2 separate regions of the Macaca mulatta genome follow, and region 2 is linked to region 1. The links are chromatin contacts, called in public Hi-C maps. All regions are on one chromosome and are shown on one strand. Each heading gives the region's core, a stretch centred on a gene start, on an enhancer-like site or on the middle of the called end of the contact. The rest is flanking DNA. Distances are from core to core; before and after follow the strand shown.

Region 1 (5,024 bases), core at 2,129-4,628:
TGCTGGGTCATATGATAATTTTATGTTTAGGCCAGCTGCTTTATAATAATAGGGAATTTCATTTATCTATTGCTATACAGGATAGCAAATTAGCCTAAAACTTTGTGGTTAAAAAAAAAACATTGATCTTCTTTATTATTATTATTTTTTTTGAGATGGAGTTTCACTCTTGTTGCCCATGGAGTGCAATGGCATGATCTAGGCTCACTGCAAACTCTGCCTCGCAGGTTCAAGCGATTCTCCTGCCTCAGCCTCCCAAGTAGCTGGGACTACAGGCATGTGCCACCATGCCCAGCTAATTTTGTATTTCTAGTAGAGATGGGGTTTCACCGTGTTGGCCAGGCTGGTCTCAAACTCCTGACTCGAGGTGATCCACCTGCCTCAGCCTCCCAAAGTGCTGGGATTACAGGCGTGAGACGCCACAACTGGCCCAACATTGATCTTCTTATATCCTCTATGGGTCATGAATCTGTGAGCTGCTTAGCTGGGTGGTTCTGTCCCACAGTTTCTCATGGGATTGCTGTCAAGATGGCTTCCGGCTTGCTTAGTGCTGGGAGATCTGTTTCCAAGGTACCTCACCCAAACGGCTGGCTCTCCACAGGCGCCTGAGTGATTCAGGACATGGTGACTGACTTCCCTTCATGCAGATGATTCAAGAGAATAAGGCAGAAACTACAATGTCTTCTTACGACCTCACAAATCATGCATCATCACTTTTGCCACATTGTATTTGTTAGAAATAAATCAGTAAACCCTATCCACATTAAAGAAGAGGGGACTAAGTCTCCACCTTTTGCAGGGAGAAGTGTTAAGGAATTTTTGAACACGTTTTAATATGACCACACCATCCACTGATTTTGTTTTTTGTTTTTTCGGTTTTTTTTAGACGGAGTCTCACTCTGTCGCCAGGCTGGAGTGCAGTGGCGCGATGTCGGCTCACTGCAACCTCCGCCTTCCAGGTTCAAGCGATTATCCTGCCTCAGACTCCCAAGTAGCTGGGCCTACAGGTGCGCGCCATCCTGCCCAGCTAATTTTTGTATTTTTAGTACAGACGGGGTTTCACCATGTTGGCAGGACGGTCTCTGTATCTTGACCTCGTGATCCACTGACGTTGGCCTCCCAAAGTGCTGGGATTACAGGTGTGAGCCACTGCGCCCGGCCCCATCCACTGATTTTTTAAAATTTCAGGATTATATTTTTTATTTCTAGAAGTTCTACTTGGTTACTTCTCCCCAGTTCCTCTATGACATTTTTTATAGTTTCTTTTTTATTAGTTAGATATTACCATATAGTAAACTACTTAAAAACTTAGTGACTTAAAACAGGAACCATTTATTTAGCTCACAATTAATGTGGGTTAGTAATTTGGACTGGGATCATCTGAGAGTCTTCGGTTCTCTGCAGGACTTCATCATGTGTGTGCTCAGCTGTATGCTGCCTAGGAGGCTTTGCTTTTAGGGTTTTGCTAGCTGTTGACTGGGTGTTTTCGCTCTCCTCCATTTGCCTTATCTTCCACATGTCTCTCCCTTATCGTCAGCAGGGTAGCCTGAACTTATTGTCCTGAAGAAAGCAGGCATAGAAGAGAGAGCAGACACATACAAAGCCCCTTGGGGCCTTGGCTTGGTATTGGCAGGCCACTTCTGCATTCTACTAGCTAAAACAAGCTGTTCTATGAGGCAAAGTCAACTTAGATTAAAGAGGAGGTGAAACCGATCCTACCTCTTTGTGGGAGGAGCTGCAAAGTCACACCGCAAAGGACATGGATACGGGAAAAGTTGGAGAATTTGGGGCCATTTTTGGCATCAATCTAACACAAACATATGTAGCCTTTTATATAGTCTTTGTCTGAAAATGCTAGTGTCTGATGCCTTTGCAGGTCAGATGTTTTAGCTGCTTTTTACCTGCTAATCGAATTTTCATTTGTGTCTGGTTATCTTTTGCTGTATGCTGGACATTTTATATAAAAAAATGTGTATAGTAACCATTTGAGTTCTATAATAGTGCTTCCTGCTAAAGAGGGAGTAATTCTAGTTTTCATTTCCTTAATTCATTTTTTCCTCTCCATTTTTAGTAATGATTCATGTTCCATAGGTGATTGCCTATAACATAAACAACACGGGAAAGTAGAATTTCCCCAGGGAAGATGTCTGGCTTCATATAGTTCCCTTCACTAATTGGTAGAGGGATCCTGACTCATGCCAAGAATCAGTTCCTTCACTTACAGAAGCAAGTCAGGTTCTCTATCATTGGCCCAAACTAGGGTTTGCGCCTTCCTTTCTACTATTGCCTTAAATGGTATTACACTGAGCAAAACTGAGCAATTCCCCGTTCTGCAACAGCATGCTCTGTTTTCCTGCCTTAATACAATTCTCTCTACTTGGAATGCCCATTTACTCTTAACTTCATCTTTTCCTATGGAAATATCTCAAGACCCAGCCCAAATACTCCCTTCTCAAGAAGCCTTCCCAACTGGATGCAATTTTTTCCCTCTTCTGAATCCTCTTAGTATTTGATACTTTTTAATGGACTTTTCGGTCTTGAGGTTACTTGTGTATTCATTTTAATCCCATTCAATTGTAGAGACCCTACAAGTTACATTACCAGACTACATATCTGCTTATTCATTTCAAAAATGTGGATGGTAATAGAACATCTTTTACAGGGCTGTTGTGAGGATTAAGTTAGCTAACATATGAAACGCTATTTCTAAGGAATAGTAGTGGAGTGCTCAGATCAATGTTAGCTGTTACTACCATCCCTTAGAAATACTGTGATTTTGATGGAACAGTTTTCACCAAGGTGAAAGCAGAATCCTAACAAATCCTTTTAAAAATTCTGGGCTGGGGCCGGTCGGGGTGGCTCACGCCTGTAATCCGAGCACTTTGGAAGGCCGGGGCGGGCGGATCACAAGGTCAAGAAATCGAGACCATCCTGGCCAACATGGTGAAACTCCGTCTCTACTAAAAATATGACCAACATGGCGAAACCCCGTCTCTACTAAAAATACAAAAATTAGCCGGGCGTGGTAGCATGCACCTGTAATTCCAGCTACTCAGGAGGCTGAGGCTGGAGACTTGCTTGAACCCGGGAGGCGGAGGTTGCAGTGAGCCGAGATCATGCCACTGCGCTCCAGCCCGGACGACAGAGCTAGACTCTGTCTCAAAATAGATAAATAAATAAATAATAAATTAAGTAATTTAATTAAATTAAAGTCTACTATCTGAGGTAATAGACGAAAAAGCCTACGGAAGGGCAACAACGGCGGCGCCTGCGCAGAGCCGAGGCGAAGGTGGCAGGGAAGGAGCGGGCTTGCCCAGAGTCGCGGAGGGCGGCTCGGCGCATGTGCGGGGTGGGTGGGGCTGCGCGGGGCGGAGCCTGTGGCCCTGGTGCGGCTCTGGGTCCGTCCTGTCGCGTCCCAGTTGTCACTCTCTCGGGTTGTTACTCTGTAGTTTCCCGGCTCGCGAAAGGGAGGACCTGTCTGGGTCATGGATTTTGAGAATCTTTTCTCAAAACCCCCCAACCCGGCCCTCGGCAAAACGGCCACGGACTCTGACGAAAGGTGATCCCCCATCTTTTCATCCTTTGAATGCAGGGGCTCAGCGGGACTCCGCCTCTTAGTTTCTTCAGGATTGGAGGCCGTCCGGAACCACGTCCGGGCCGCGTCGGGAGAGCCCGTGGGGAGCACGTGGGCCGGCCGGACGCCACCGTCTGACCTATAGAGGTCGTGCAGGGTCCGGGTGGGAGCAGAAGCTGAACACGGGGCTCAGGCGTAGGCCGCCACGGCCGGGGCTGCCGAGAGCCTGGGCGGGGGAGCGGGGTGGAAGCGAGAAGGCTCCGGGATGCGCCCCTTTCTCTGCACAGCAGCGGGTTAGGAGCCCGCTTCTGTGGTCCGGTAGCGTCTGTCTTTACTATTGCTTGGTTCCACGAGACCGTAAACTCCCAGAGGACACTGATTGGACCTTTTTCACTGACACATGCTAGGCTCTTTTCTGTAGAAAGGACGAAATCACAAGTTTATTAAAAGGTAAAGAATAGGGAATACTCTGCCATTAGTCCACCGATTGACATGGAAAGACCCTAAAGACCACAATAAAGCAACAGACATCATTTGGACTTAAAATTTCCATTAGGTTGGAAAAGCAAAGGAGACTTTTGGTCAAATGGCCCTAATTTGTAGATTTCATTTTTGGAGCAGTGCATAGTGCTTACACCCAGATAGATGTTCATTCTTTTTATTCTTTGAATTTGAAATGCTAAAAAGTATCTTTGTTCTTAAACCTACGTCTTTTATTTCCCTCAACTGAGATATATTTCCAATTATGGTTGATTTTACCTCTCGATATTGCTCAGCTGTTCACTCTATCTCAAATTTTAACTGATCATCCAGAGCTTTACCTCGTGCTTTACATGAAATCATTTAATCCTCAAAACAAACTTGAAGATGATGCTGTCTTTGTTTTACAAATGGGAAAATGAGGCACGGAGAGGCTAAATAACCTGCCGAGATTGCACAGTGGAAGTGGAAAAACTATGTCCAGGACCCATGATTTTATCACCAAGCTTCTCATGCAAAATGACTAAAATAAAATAAGGCCTATAAATATTGGAAAGAGACAAAGACTCTAATTACTTGCAGATGATATAATTTACTAAGAAAAATAACTGGAACTAATTGATACGTTGTAAAATACATAAGAATTCATCACCAAAAAAAAAAAAAGATAACAACATGTAAAAATCCCAACAGCAGCTATCAGTTTGAAAGTGTATTGGACGAAAATTCTATTCCCAAAAACTTGACTGCAATACATAAAAGACACTTGGAATTTTGCCAAAATGATGGGTGAAGGATGGTATGGAAGTATGGTGAGCTGTCCATATTATTTGCCCATTTTTCTTCTTTTTGGTCTTTTTCAAATTCTAGGATCTCTTATTTGAGAGTACTTTACTCCCAATTGTCATGCCTATGGCATTATTTTTCAAGGTATAAAGGAATGGGGATGTTGTGGTTTTGTTTTATCCAG
Region 2 (4,465 bases), core at 1,116-3,615, 270 kb before region 1:
CTCAAGGAGTCATTTTAGACTTTTGTTGTAATTGCCCAACCATGAAACTTACATATCACAGATACACTGTATATCTGGCTTACATATTAGATACATTTAAAAGAGTGAGCTTTTTTTGGCCACCTCAGCCCAGCCCCTCTCCAGTTGCAGATGAAAAGTAGTGGGAGAGAGAGGGTGAGGGAGGAGGTGGATGAAGTCAGCCTAGGGAAGAACACAGAGAACCTAGCAAGGACCTGGAATTTTATTCTCAATGTGACGCAAAGCCACTGGAGAGATTTAAGCATAGGTGTAATGAGACCAAATTTCAGTCCTAACATGCTCACCCAGGCCGCTTTATGGAGGCAAGAAAAGAGGAAGGAAGGGAGACCAGGGAGAAGGCTGGGGCAGGTATCCTGGAGGGGGAGGGTGTGGGTGGTGGTGGATTAAAGCAGGGGCTATATGGGGCAAGAAGTGATGATGTTCTGGATTCTGGATGCATGGCAAAGGCCTGTGTGGTGGTGGGGTGGGGCTGAGGATGACTCCTAAGTCTTTACCCTGAACAATCAGAAGGATGAAGGGCATGTTGTGGAGAAAAGAGATGAACTGAGATGAGCCCCTCTTACCTCCACAGTTGTAGGTGAACGTGGTGGCTGCACCTTCTCAGCGCACTGCAGGAAGCGGCGCATATGCTCCGCACAGTTGCCCACAGCTGCCTCGTTCTGTCGAAGACATTCCTCGAAGGCCTCAAAAGGCTGAGCACAGGCCTGGCGGATCTGGCGGATGATTGGGCTGTGGGGGTAGGGCAGTTCAGCCTCTGGGAGATTCCCACCCCACTGCCCACCCCCCACACTGTCTCATACTTGCCGACACTCACTGGGAGGATGTGCATTGGGCAATGCTCATCTTAAGGTAGTGACAGTCCCGCTGCCAGGATTCCGGCTTGGCCGCCACACACTGGCCATACTGCTCCAACTCCCGGCCACAGTAGCGAGCGGTGACCTCCAGAGCTGCCTGCCTGTGGGACAGGATGGGCTGAGGATCATTCCAGGCAGCAGGGAAGCAAGGGAATCTTTATTTTATTTTATTTTTTAGAGACAGGGTCTCACTGTGGCCCAGGCTGGAGTGCAGTGGCATGATCATAGCTCACTGTAGCCACCAACTCCTGGATTCAAGTGATCTTCCTGCCTCAACCTCCTAAGTAGCTGGGACCACAGGCATGAGCCACCATGCCCAGCTAATTTTTTATGTTTTGTAGAAACAGGGTCTTGCTATGTTGCCCAGGCTGGTATTGAACCCCTCAGCTCAAGTGATCCTCCCGCTTAGACCTCCCAAAGTGCTAGGATTACAGGCATGAGCTATGGTGCTTGGCAAAGAAAGGGAATTCTGGTCTGGATCTGAAGTAGGACTAGGCGTTCAGGGCAGATGTGGGAGTCTGAAGGATCCTGATATGGGGCCAAAGAAGTGTAGAGGTGAGGCCTAGCCCTGGGGCTTGTAAAGCAGAAGGGGAGCTTCTGGGGAGAGATTGGAGGTTCTAAAACAAGGTCTGATTAATCTAAGGTAGGCCTTCTGGGTCCTAGAAGACAGGCCTTGAAATCCAGGCATCCCCCAGTAGGCCTGAGGATCATGCAGAGAAGACTTACGGACTTAGAAGTAAGATCTAGAATTCCAGGGAGAGAGCTTGAAAGCCCTAAATGGGTTTGGGGATTCTAAAAGTGAGGTTTAGAGGTCCAGGAGGTGAGGTCTCAGGTCCTGGGGAAGAGTGTCTTAGCCAAAGAGTCTTCAAGATGAAACCTGAGGCCGTGGTGCGGGACTCAAGTCCCAGGGGCATGAGGTCTGGAAGCCCTGCATGAGGTTGGTGCTCTGGGAATCCCGGGCAAGGTCAGAGTGGTCTAGGAACAAGTCTATGGACCCTATAGGTGAGGACTGGGGTCCTGGGCAGATGTGGAAGGTTCAATAGGTAAAGTTTGGTGATCGAGGGGGAGGAATCTGGAGCTCTGAGGACGGGTGTAGGAGTCCTAGAGGTCCCTAAATAGGTCTGTAGTCTTAGGATTTCGGTGTGAACGGCCGGACCAGGGGTACTGGGGGCAGAGCTTGGGTGAATAGTGACTGGACCGAAGTCCTAAGCTGCTGCGAGAGGGGGCGGGGCCTAAACGCTTAGAGGGCGGGGCTTGGGCATGCGGAGGGTTGTAACTCGTGAGGGAAGGCGCTGAATCCTGAGGGTCAGATCTCCAAGAAGGAGGGAGGCTGGTCCTAATTCCGGAGGTCCTAGACTAGGTCTAGATCACTGGGTAAGAGAAGGGGAGCGGCCGCACGTATACGGTAGGCGCTCTCACTACTCACATCTCGAGACTTTTGCCGGCGTAGGTCTGTCCGGGGGGAACGACCCGCCTTTTCCGGTATCGGTTGTCATGGCGGCGCCCAGCCCAGCCTGTTTTTTTCCGGTAGTCAATTGAACTAACAACCGGTTCCCTTTAGGACTAATCTGTCATGGCGGCGCCCCACCTCTTCTTCCGGTCCCGACTCGTCATGGCGACGCCCTGAGTAGCCACTTCCGCCCTCTTCTGGCTAGATTTATCCCTATTTCCGGCTTGCCATGGCAGCGCCCGGGGTTCAACGGAAGTAAGCGATGGAAAGTACGGTGGTGCCTCCGCTCCAAAGAGAATTCGCCGCTGAGCTGCGCCGCACCTCACGGGATTGAGCCGCAGACACAAGCGCTCCAAATCTCCGACTGGAGCTGGTGGGAAGCGGCTGCTGTTGCTGCGGCGTCTCAACATGTTGTTCCCAGTTTGGTTGGGTGCTATGGCGGTAGGCTGTTGGACTCAGGGATAGGAGGCCTGATTCCTAACGCCACGCTGCCACCATCGGCCTGGCGCAGAATCTGATAGTCCTCCTGGCACCCTGGTTCATGCGAGCGCTTGGAACAGAAGGGAAGAGGGAGTCAAACCAAGAGCCGAACTAATTCGGCTTGGGCCTCGTATTTACTCAGCCTGGGTGACCCAGGCGTTCCTCCATCCCTTAGTGTAGGCCAGGACAGACATGGTGTTTAATCCCGACTCCGTGAGACTATCAAGCCAGTTGCTTCCTCTCTTTGTAATTAATTCCTCCTAGTGTAGTAACATTTCCCCCTTCCTTCTCATCTGTCTTAAAAGTGTGAGGTTAGACATGGGCGTGAGTTTCCCCACTTAAAAGACTGGATATCCCCTGGTCAGAGAACTGAGCATCAGTCCTGCCATTTAGTTTGCAGATCTTTCAAGACTCTAGTCAAAATGAGCAGAACACTTTGCAGTTAATCATAGAGTTGAAGATGAACGAGAAGATGAACGAGAGCTACTTGACTGTGAACTAGTAACGACCACTTGGAGTCTCAGTGTGTCTGTAAAATGATGATGATGACAGTGACCTCATAGAGGACACAGTGCAAGTGAACAGTTTGATACTGAGCTTGGAGCCTCAGGTGTTCTGGATAAGTGAGAGCTCTACGGGAGGCTGTAACCATGAGCTACCCTGGTTGGCAGTTGACCTCCGAGGACCAGCACTGGTCATCTGAATCTGCCATAGGCACAGAAAGCTTTACACCTTGAGATCCCTCCATTCTTTTTAAACTTCCAAGTGTATGTTTGGTGGGAGAAGAGGGGAGGGGATCAACATTTAAAGGCTCTGGAAGGAGTCAGATAACTGTTTTTGGCTTCAAATGTAGACTGAATCCCTAGATTTTCCTCTACTGGGAGAACGAAATCTTAACCCACCCCGTTCCCTTGTTAGTACTCAGAAACGAATACCCCAAAGATGCATTTTGACATGCTGAAAGGCCTTAGAAGCTACCTCAGAAGAGCTGTCTAACCTTTCTTGTTGGTGTGTGGGGGTGGGGATGCCCACAGGTACACAGGGAGGGAGTTTCTGAAATTTTCTTATCTGACCACGAAAGCAAAAAAGAAGTTCAATTGTCTTAAACCCGGTTTCTAGGGATCTCGTTAAAGAACTAGGAAAAATCAACCACCTGTTAACAGAAAAACCAAACTGAAATGTCTTAAAGAGGTTTGTTTTGAGCCAATATGAGTGACCATGGCCTGGGAAACACAGGTCCTGAGAAAGTGTGCCTGAGACAGTAGAATTACAGTTTGGTTTTGTACATTTTAGGTGGATGGCAGTTACAAAGACATAAATCAGTACATAGAAGGTAAAGATTGTGTTCAGCTGGGTGCAGTGGCTCATGCCTGTAATTCCAGCACTTTGGGAGGTCGAGGTGGGCGGATCACTGGAAGTCAGGAGTTGGAGACCAGCCAGGAGTAGAGACATGGCGAAACCCTGTCTCTACAAAAAATACAAAAAATTAGCCAGGCATGGTTGGCAGGTGCCTGTAGTCCCAGCTACTCAGGAGGCTGAGGCACGAGAATTGCTGCGGAGGTTGTAGTGAGCCGAGATCACACCACTGCACTCCAGCCTGGATGACAGAGCATGACTCTGTCTCAAATTAAAAAAACTACAG

Evidence for each region. Hi-C and Micro-C count contacts between places; a contact is called where the count stands out from the background.
Region 2: a contact with region 1 is called in a Hi-C map of fetal cortex germinal zone, with 4 times the contacts expected there. The contact joins the promoter of CHCHD5 here to the promoter of ZC3H8 in region 1. A contact is called at or near these places in 6 of 14 Hi-C or Micro-C datasets (CD4 T cells, blood, cortical neurons and 3 more).

The regions. Positions count from the first base shown.
Region 1 is chr13:22,390,556-22,395,579 of T2T-MMU8v2.0, reverse strand. ZC3H8 (zinc finger CCCH-type containing 8) reads left to right here and starts at 3,378. Exons shown (of 10, transcript XR_013402646.1): 1 at 3,378-3,559.
Region 2 is chr13:22,664,377-22,668,841 of T2T-MMU8v2.0, reverse strand. CHCHD5 (coiled-coil-helix-coiled-coil-helix domain containing 5) reads right to left here and starts at 2,365. Exons shown (of 4, transcript XM_001088583.5): 1 at 2,320-2,365; 2 at 854-994; 3 at 603-768. The coding sequence starts at 2,321. It overlaps LOC106993133 (a long non-coding RNA gene), which reads left to right and starts at 2,137. Exons shown (of 2, transcript XR_001439286.3): 1 at 2,137-2,267; 2 at 2,455-4,178.